Regions from separate parts of the Capra hircus genome. Here region 1 is linked to region 2. A link is a contact called in public Hi-C data. All regions are on one chromosome and are shown on one strand. Each heading gives the region's core, a stretch centred on a gene start, on an enhancer-like site or on the middle of the called end of the contact. The rest is flanking DNA. Distances are from core to core; before and after follow the strand shown.

The links. A called contact is a pair of places that touch in the nucleus more often than the background predicts.
Region 1: a contact with region 2 is called in a Hi-C map of blood, with 2.4 times the contacts expected there. The contact joins the promoter of KRT24 here to the enhancer-like site in region 2. A contact is called at or near these places in 2 of 5 Hi-C or Micro-C datasets (both in blood).

Annotation. Positions count from the first base shown.
Region 1 is chr19:40,550,502-40,553,951 of ARS1.2, reverse strand. It overlaps KRT24 (keratin, type I cytoskeletal 24), which reads left to right and starts at 1,717. Exons shown (of 8, transcript XM_005693787.2): 1 at 1,717-2,322; 2 at 3,127-3,209. The coding sequence starts at 1,717.
Region 2 is chr19:40,468,451-40,472,254 of ARS1.2, reverse strand. No RefSeq gene overlaps it. Among named protein-coding and RNA genes, the nearest start is that of SMARCE1, 33 kb to the left of the region's middle. Within about 2 kb of position 2,459, at least 1 of the 5 cell types and tissues checked has an H3K27ac peak or open chromatin away from gene starts, as enhancers often do.

The DNA of each region.
Region 1 (3,450 bases), core at 468-2,967, 82 kb before region 2:
CCTTTCTCTTGCAAAACTAAAACCCTGTACCCATTAAACAACTAATTTCCCCTCCCCCAGTCCCTGGTAACAACCACTCTATTTTTGGTCTCTGAATTTGACTACACCAGGTACCTCATATAAATAGAATCATGCATTATTTATCTAAAAAAAAAAAAAAACACTTTCAAACCAGAGAAACTAGTAGCAGAGGCAAATGGAAATAATCTAAAGAACAAAGGGACAGAAAAACAGGAAGCAGAAAGTGAACAACGGGGGAGGATTCTAGATTTCAGTATCTATGAAATATGATCTCAACCATAACGTTAGTTATCAGAAGTGGATCTAGGTCCTCTTTTCTAACTATCTTTCAAACAAAAACAGAAAAAACCTGAGCAGAGAGTTGACTGTGAACTACAGATTTGGGTACCCGCAAAACAACTCCAAGCCTAACACTGAATCAAAAGTGAATCACGTAAAAAAAATTTTAATAAAATAAAAAATAAAGTAAATTTAGGGAATTTCCTGGCAGTCCAGTGGTTAAGATTCCGCACATCCACTGCAAGGGACACAGTTTGCTCTCTGGTTGGGGAACTAAGATCCTGCGTGCCTCATGGTGCAGCCAAAAATAAATGAATGAATGAATAAATAAATTTTAAAAGAAGGGATTCAGATCCTCTTCTCTAGTTATCAACAAAATCAACATTCTCTCTTCAGTTCTTAAGATCTGAGTCTAAAGAAGGAAGTTGATGTTGTTGACTTTAAAAAAGTAGTCACAACCTAGAAGTAGACAGTCATGCTTTAGTTGGTGGGAATTTTTAGGACCTGAAGCCTGGGAACAAAACATAACTCTCAGCTTCTAGGTTGTGACTATTTTTTAAGTCACCAGTATCATTATATCATACTCTAGTTCAATCAGAAAGAAAAGCATCTTTGCAGCACAGCATCACACCACTAACTCTGATCTGATACTAAAACAATCTGCCTCAACACTTTCTCAATCTTTCTTAGACTTTCTTTGAGCAAATAAACGTCATTAAGATCTAATAATGCACACATATAAATGTGGAACACTATTGTTTCCGAGTTTCTTAGTAACAGTAAAAATATCTAATTCGATCTCAAAATATTATGCAAAGAAAGACAGTCATCTTAAGTCACAAACTTCAAAAACCTTAGAAATAGGCAATTGAAACAATCAGAGAAGGGCAATCAAACCTGAAAGAAATGCTGGTGCTAGAGCTCATTTCAACTTAAAGAGAACAATATGAACAAAAAGTCACAAGTTTGATGGGAAATTTTCATTCTCCTCATATTAAGTATATTTTAATTACACCTGTTAATCTGGGGATATATCCTGCAATTGGGAAATCATGAAGCAAATTTAACACAATTGCTCTTTCAGAAAAGAGTTATCAGTCACCAAACCTCTGAAAGATTAAAACTGTAATTCTGAAAAAAATTTTTTTGCTTTGCTCCACCTTATTTCTTTTCTTAATTTAGTAGAGGCCCGGAGGCTCTGACCTAGCTTCAGAGAATGAGCCAGTAGAGTGGGTTCAGAGGGAAAAAAATCATCCAGTTGCAGATTAGCAAATGTGTTACAGGGATTAAGAAGTGACACGGCAAAGGAACACCCTAAAAGTGTGTATATAAGGGTCCAAAAGGCAGCCTGCAAATAGGTTCTTCACGATCACCTCTCCTACTCACCTGGACAAGCCAGACCTTCGCAGGAACGCTATGTCTTGCTCATCTCGCATGTCCTCCTCCAGGGCTGGAGGCAGCAGCTCGGTCAGAGTGTCTGCTGGTGGCAGCAGCGGAAGCAGAATTGGTCTCGGGGGAGGCTCTGCCAGGAGCTTCCGAGGAGGCGCCGGCAGCTATGGCCTGAGTGGGGGCGCAAGCGGAGGCTTTGGAGGGGGGTTTGGTAGCTGCTCAATAGGGGGCGGCTTTGGAGGAGCTTCAGGTTCTGGGATTGGCTTTGGTGGGGGCCTTAGCTTTGGTGGGGGCTCTAGCTTTGGTGGGGGTTCTGGCTTCAGCGGGAGTGCGGGATACGGTGGAGGCACTAGTGGAGGTTTCTACAGCTATGGTGGTGGCGTGGGTGGTGGCGTGGGTGGTGGCCTTGGTGACGGGGGGCTTTTCTCTGGAGGTGAAAAGCAAGCCATGCAGAACCTCAATGACCGGCTGGCCAATTACCTGGATAAAGTCAGAGCCCTGGAAGAGGCCAACGCTGACCTGGAGAACAAAATCAAGGAGTGGTATGAGAAATTTGGGCCCGGGTCTAGGGATGGTGGAGCTGGAAGAGATTACAGCAAATACTATCCAGTCATTGACGATCTCAAGAATCAGGTGAGACACTAGCCATGCTGAGTTTCTATTATTTCTGTATCTTTCCCATTTATTCAGATCATGAATGATGACTTTAAGTCACAGTATTATTTGAAAACATATTTGCTTTGTTGTATGTGTAAAACGGGATGTGGAGTGCTTTAACTGTGACACTGAATACAAGACATCCAAACATACTAATTTTGTTTGCATCTCACATTTGAGTGTTTCCACAAAAGAGTAGAATTTACACAATGCCAGGCAGCTAATTAACCTAAGAGTGATGGCAATAAATCGACACTAGCTTCCTCTAATTTTTCATCATGATTAATTCTGGCAGGTTGATGTCCTTTGGCCTCTTACTAGATTTAAATAGCCTTACAGCCATTTTTCTTCCTAGAAAACCTGGTGCAAATATTGTATGAGAATGTGATGGAGTCTAACATGCTTAGACATAGTTGTATGGGAAATATATTTTTAAAGACTCTTTTGGAAGTGAAATTCATGTTTCGCATTATTTTCTGAAAAAGCTCATAGAATAACTGATCTTCCAAAACAGCAAAAATATGTAGAGAATTGTGTTCTGTGAAACAATGTTACATGCTCATTCCAGCAAATGTGCAGGCTGCTAATTTTTACAGAAGGATGTTAGTCTAAGTACATTAGGGTCATCAACGCAGGTGTCATTACTAAGCAAATTTTCAAAGCAACTCACCTTTAAAGGTTAACTCAGGAGACATCTACTCTCACAGATGGACATGTAGACATAGGTTTAAAAAAAAAAAAAAGCAACCATGATTTATTCACTATTATTGTGTTTTCTAGATCATTACTGCCACCACTGAAAATGCTGGGATCATTCTGCAAATTGACAATGCCAGGCTGGCTGCTGATGATTTCAGACTAAAGTAAGAAAAGTGAAGACTTGAAAGCAAGCATTGTAGGAAAATAAAATTCAATCCCTTGGCTTAATTTATTCTAAATTTTAAAGCAATCTTCTAGGGGATCAAGACCTAAATTCACAAGGGTACATTTTACAAAACCCTCGTTCCACAAACAAGAACAGAATGAAGGCAATTTCAGGATGAAATTTTGCTATCAAAAATATTGGCCATCAATAGAGTTAATGTACGGTTCAGGTTTTGCTTT
Region 2 (3,804 bases), core at 1,210-3,709:
CCATGCAACCTGGGTGTCCTGCCATCAGGACAATTAGTGCTGGGAGGCTTGAGAGCCTGAAACTAAACCGCAGTTTATTAATCCATGATTTGCTTTCTCAGGAGCAAGAAACAGAGAGGGCTCTCAGCAGCAGGCTTGTGGACCACCTAACTCCCTCTTCTCCAGCAGGGGTCTGCTCCCTGACACTTGGCGGGGAGGGGCTGTTTTCTGACTCACTCTGGCCGGAGGCAGAACCCCTTTGTCCGATGGTGTCCGAGTGATATTACCTCCCAACTTGGAGAGCAGACAGACGGTCCATCCATCGCGCACCTGTGCTGTGCCTCTGGCGCCCTCTACAGGACATGTTAAGAACTGGATGCTGGGAACTAGGACAAAACCGGCCCCCTTTACTTGGGACTGAGTAGGGATTTCAGGGCTAAAACTGGGAAAGTCCTGGGCAAGCTGAGATACACTGGCCACTCCATTAAATAAATGGGAACCTAAATCTGGTTGTAGGGGCATGATCGTGGTCATTATGTTATGGCTGAAGTCCAGGGATGGGGAAGGGACAACACAGACCTGGATTCTAAGGAAAGAGGTGCAGAGGTTACCTAGCAGGGAGAAATAAGCTGTTGAATAATGAGGCTCTTTACCCTGAGTCAAAGCTCTCAGCCCTAAAGCAGAGCCATGTATCAGATTCTACAGCCCAGGCTGGGGAAAGAACAGGGGACTGGAGACTTACATTTTTCCTCGTGAGCTGTGAATCATTCTTTTGATTTTCATTCACTTGACAAACAGCTGCTGAAATCTGTTATGTTCCAAGAACCCTCCTGCTGCTGCTACTAAGTCCTGGGCACCAGTAATAAAGATCCAACACGACATGGCCCCTTGCCTTTTGTCTGGTAAAGGAGATGTCTGTCCAAATGGTCAGAGCCCAGCGGATGCACACCTGCATGAATCAAAGACGTTGCAAAAATGTGCCCTGGAAAGGCCTTCTCCCTACAGAGCAATGAGTGAGGCATTCCTTTCAGTGGGTACTTGAGCATGGCAGTAACTGACTGGCAGGAGTCAGGCCCAGGGCCAGGGGGCAGAGGAGCATAAGATGGCTCATTGGAGTCCTTTGAACTCTGCTCTGAAGCTAGCTCATTCTGCCTGACCCCCAGGGACTGACAGAGCCCAGGAAATTTCTAGCCAGAGGAGGTTGGCTAAGTAAATAATGATACTGAAAGTATTTTCCGAGTTAATGCTGGTAAGAAAGAACATGTAGCAAGGTGGGGCTATACATACACTCTCAGATTGCTTCCTATGTCTCAGTCACTCAGCTGTGTCTGACTTTTTGCAACCCCATGTACTGCAGCCCACCGGGCCCCTCTGTTCATGGAATTTCCCAGGCAAGAATATTGGAGTGGGTTGCCATTTCCTCCTCCAGGGGACCTTCCCAACCCAGAGATCTAACCCACGTTTCCTGCATTGGATTCCTCAGTGGATTCTTTACCACTGAGCCACCTGGGTAGCCAACACTCTCAGACTGCTGCTGCTGCTGCTAAGTTGCTTCAGTCGTGTCCGACTCTGTGCAACCCCAGAGACAGCAGCCCACCAGGCTCCCCCGTCCCTGGGATTCTTCAGGCAAGAACACTGGAGTGGGTTGCCATTTCCTTCTCCAATGCATGAAAGTGAAAAGTGAAAGTGAAGTCGCTCAGTCGTGTCCGACTCTTTGCGACCCCATGGACTGCAGCCTACCAGGCTCCTCCATCCATGGGATTTTCCAGGCAAGAGTACTGGAGTGGGTTGCCATTGCCTTCTCGGTGTTGGAGTCATATTCCCATACAATTAAATACGCATCCAGAGAAAAACTAGAAGGAAAAACACAGAAACCGGATCCAGTGAATTTGTAGTAAGATTAGGGGTGATCTTTTATTCCTCTTGGCAAAACTGGGTTTCATATAGTTAAGTCATTTTCACCATAAACAAGGGAAATATCTTTAGTGTTATAAAGTCACATGGACTACATTCTAATGAAAAACTGTAGTTTAAAAAAAAAATAACAGTGCTGCTATAAATTAAACCTGTTACAAAAGAAAAAAAGAACAGTCCTGGATTAACACATCTGAAGTTACCCAGGAAGAGAAGAAACAAAAGCCTGTACAGGGGAATTAATTCTCCTTTCAACTCATGGGGCTTAATTATTTTGTCCGTCTTCCCACCCAACTGGTGCCAGAGGTTGCTTCGCAGGCCAGAAGCAAATCCAGTAGCCAAAGATGCTGGATTAGCTGAGCTGGCCTCCAGGCAAGCTGGGAGATGTAATAAGAGCTGGTGTCCTTCCAAGAGATGATCTCTGAAGGAAAACAATCCCAGGCTGCCATCAAAATGAAGAGATGGAGACAGATTCAGCTCCTGGGCTGAGCTAAGCTGAGTGACAACTTGCTATATCCCTGAGGCAGGTGTGAAGATGACTAAGGAGGGAGGGTCCTCAGGGTGAGGGCCGAGCTCAGGGGGTGGGAAGGTGGGTCCAGTACCTCATAGCTCCTCCCACATACCACAGGCTCCACCACCTCCTCCTTGGTACTTCACAAAAGGTGTGAGATTGTTTCAGTTTTAAACAGGATGCTTCCTGTTCGTCCAGTTTCAAGACTCCAGGGATGCCAATGAATCCCCATCACACTGTCTCCAGCCAGTGCCCATCCCAGGACCCTAGGCTTCCCGTGGACTGAAGAGAAGGAAGTAGGTAATTAACTAGGACATTTGACTAGTGGTTGAACTGACTCTGTCCCTGAGCTTTATCCATTTGGAAACATGGTTCTAGGGTCAAAGGGGGCCCCCTTGGAGGTTGCCCAGCACCCTGGCTCCTTGTATTTACCTCCATCTCTGGCCCTAGAAAGCCAGAAGAAGCTGGAACACACCTGGATGGAGCCTCCCTGGCCTCATCTGGAAACTGACTTCTCCCTTCCCCCATGTCTGCAGGCCAACAAATTCCTCCAGGGCCCAGACCCTGCTGGCAAAGATTTCTGCCCCCTTCCTCCTGCCCAGATCAGTTAATCGCTCTGTCATTTTCAAATCACCCTGACTGGGTGCCCTTGACCCTAATCCTGATAAGATTCTGCTCTCCTAGATCTTGGGGTAGGATGGGGGAGGGGCAGGATTTACCCTGAACATTTCTCCCTGGCTCCCTCTCGAACCTCTTACTCAGAAATACACGAACAAACTGCCTTTCCTCCAGAAAAGATGGTAGATAGAGGTGGAGGAGCCAGTGACAGATCTCCACCCATTCATTCAACGCTTACGGACGGTTTGAGAGTTCTGTGATGGAGCACACTCAGAGATGAGGGGTCCTGGGCCCTTGGAGAAAGAGGAGAGAAACGCACTGACTGTCTCTACCAAAGGCCACCTGCATGGTCCCATGAATCGGGGGAGGGAAACAAACTTTCCTGTGTGCAGACACTAGGGAAGGCTTCAGAAGTGTGGTATCTGAGCTGGTTCTGAAAGGGCAGTGGGAGATAGAGAGAGGGCACTGTGGGAGGCAAGGAAGGACCTGTGGAAAGTTTGGCACAGAGACAGAAAGGGGCAGCAACTAAAACTGAATTCCCCTAAAACTGAGTTCTTCTGCCAAGCTTATGGTTAACCTCCTTATCCAAAATTTCATCCCCTTTCTTGTCCTACACCTGTTACCCTTCCAGATTGAGGAGTATCAAAAAAAAGGGGGGATTATAACCAAGCAGGACCCAATGGGGCCTTCCTGGGAAGACCCCCCACAACATGTCCTCTACCTGCCTCTCAGCTGTAGAAAAACTTCAGCCTCCTAGACTTTCCCAAATAACAAATTTAATT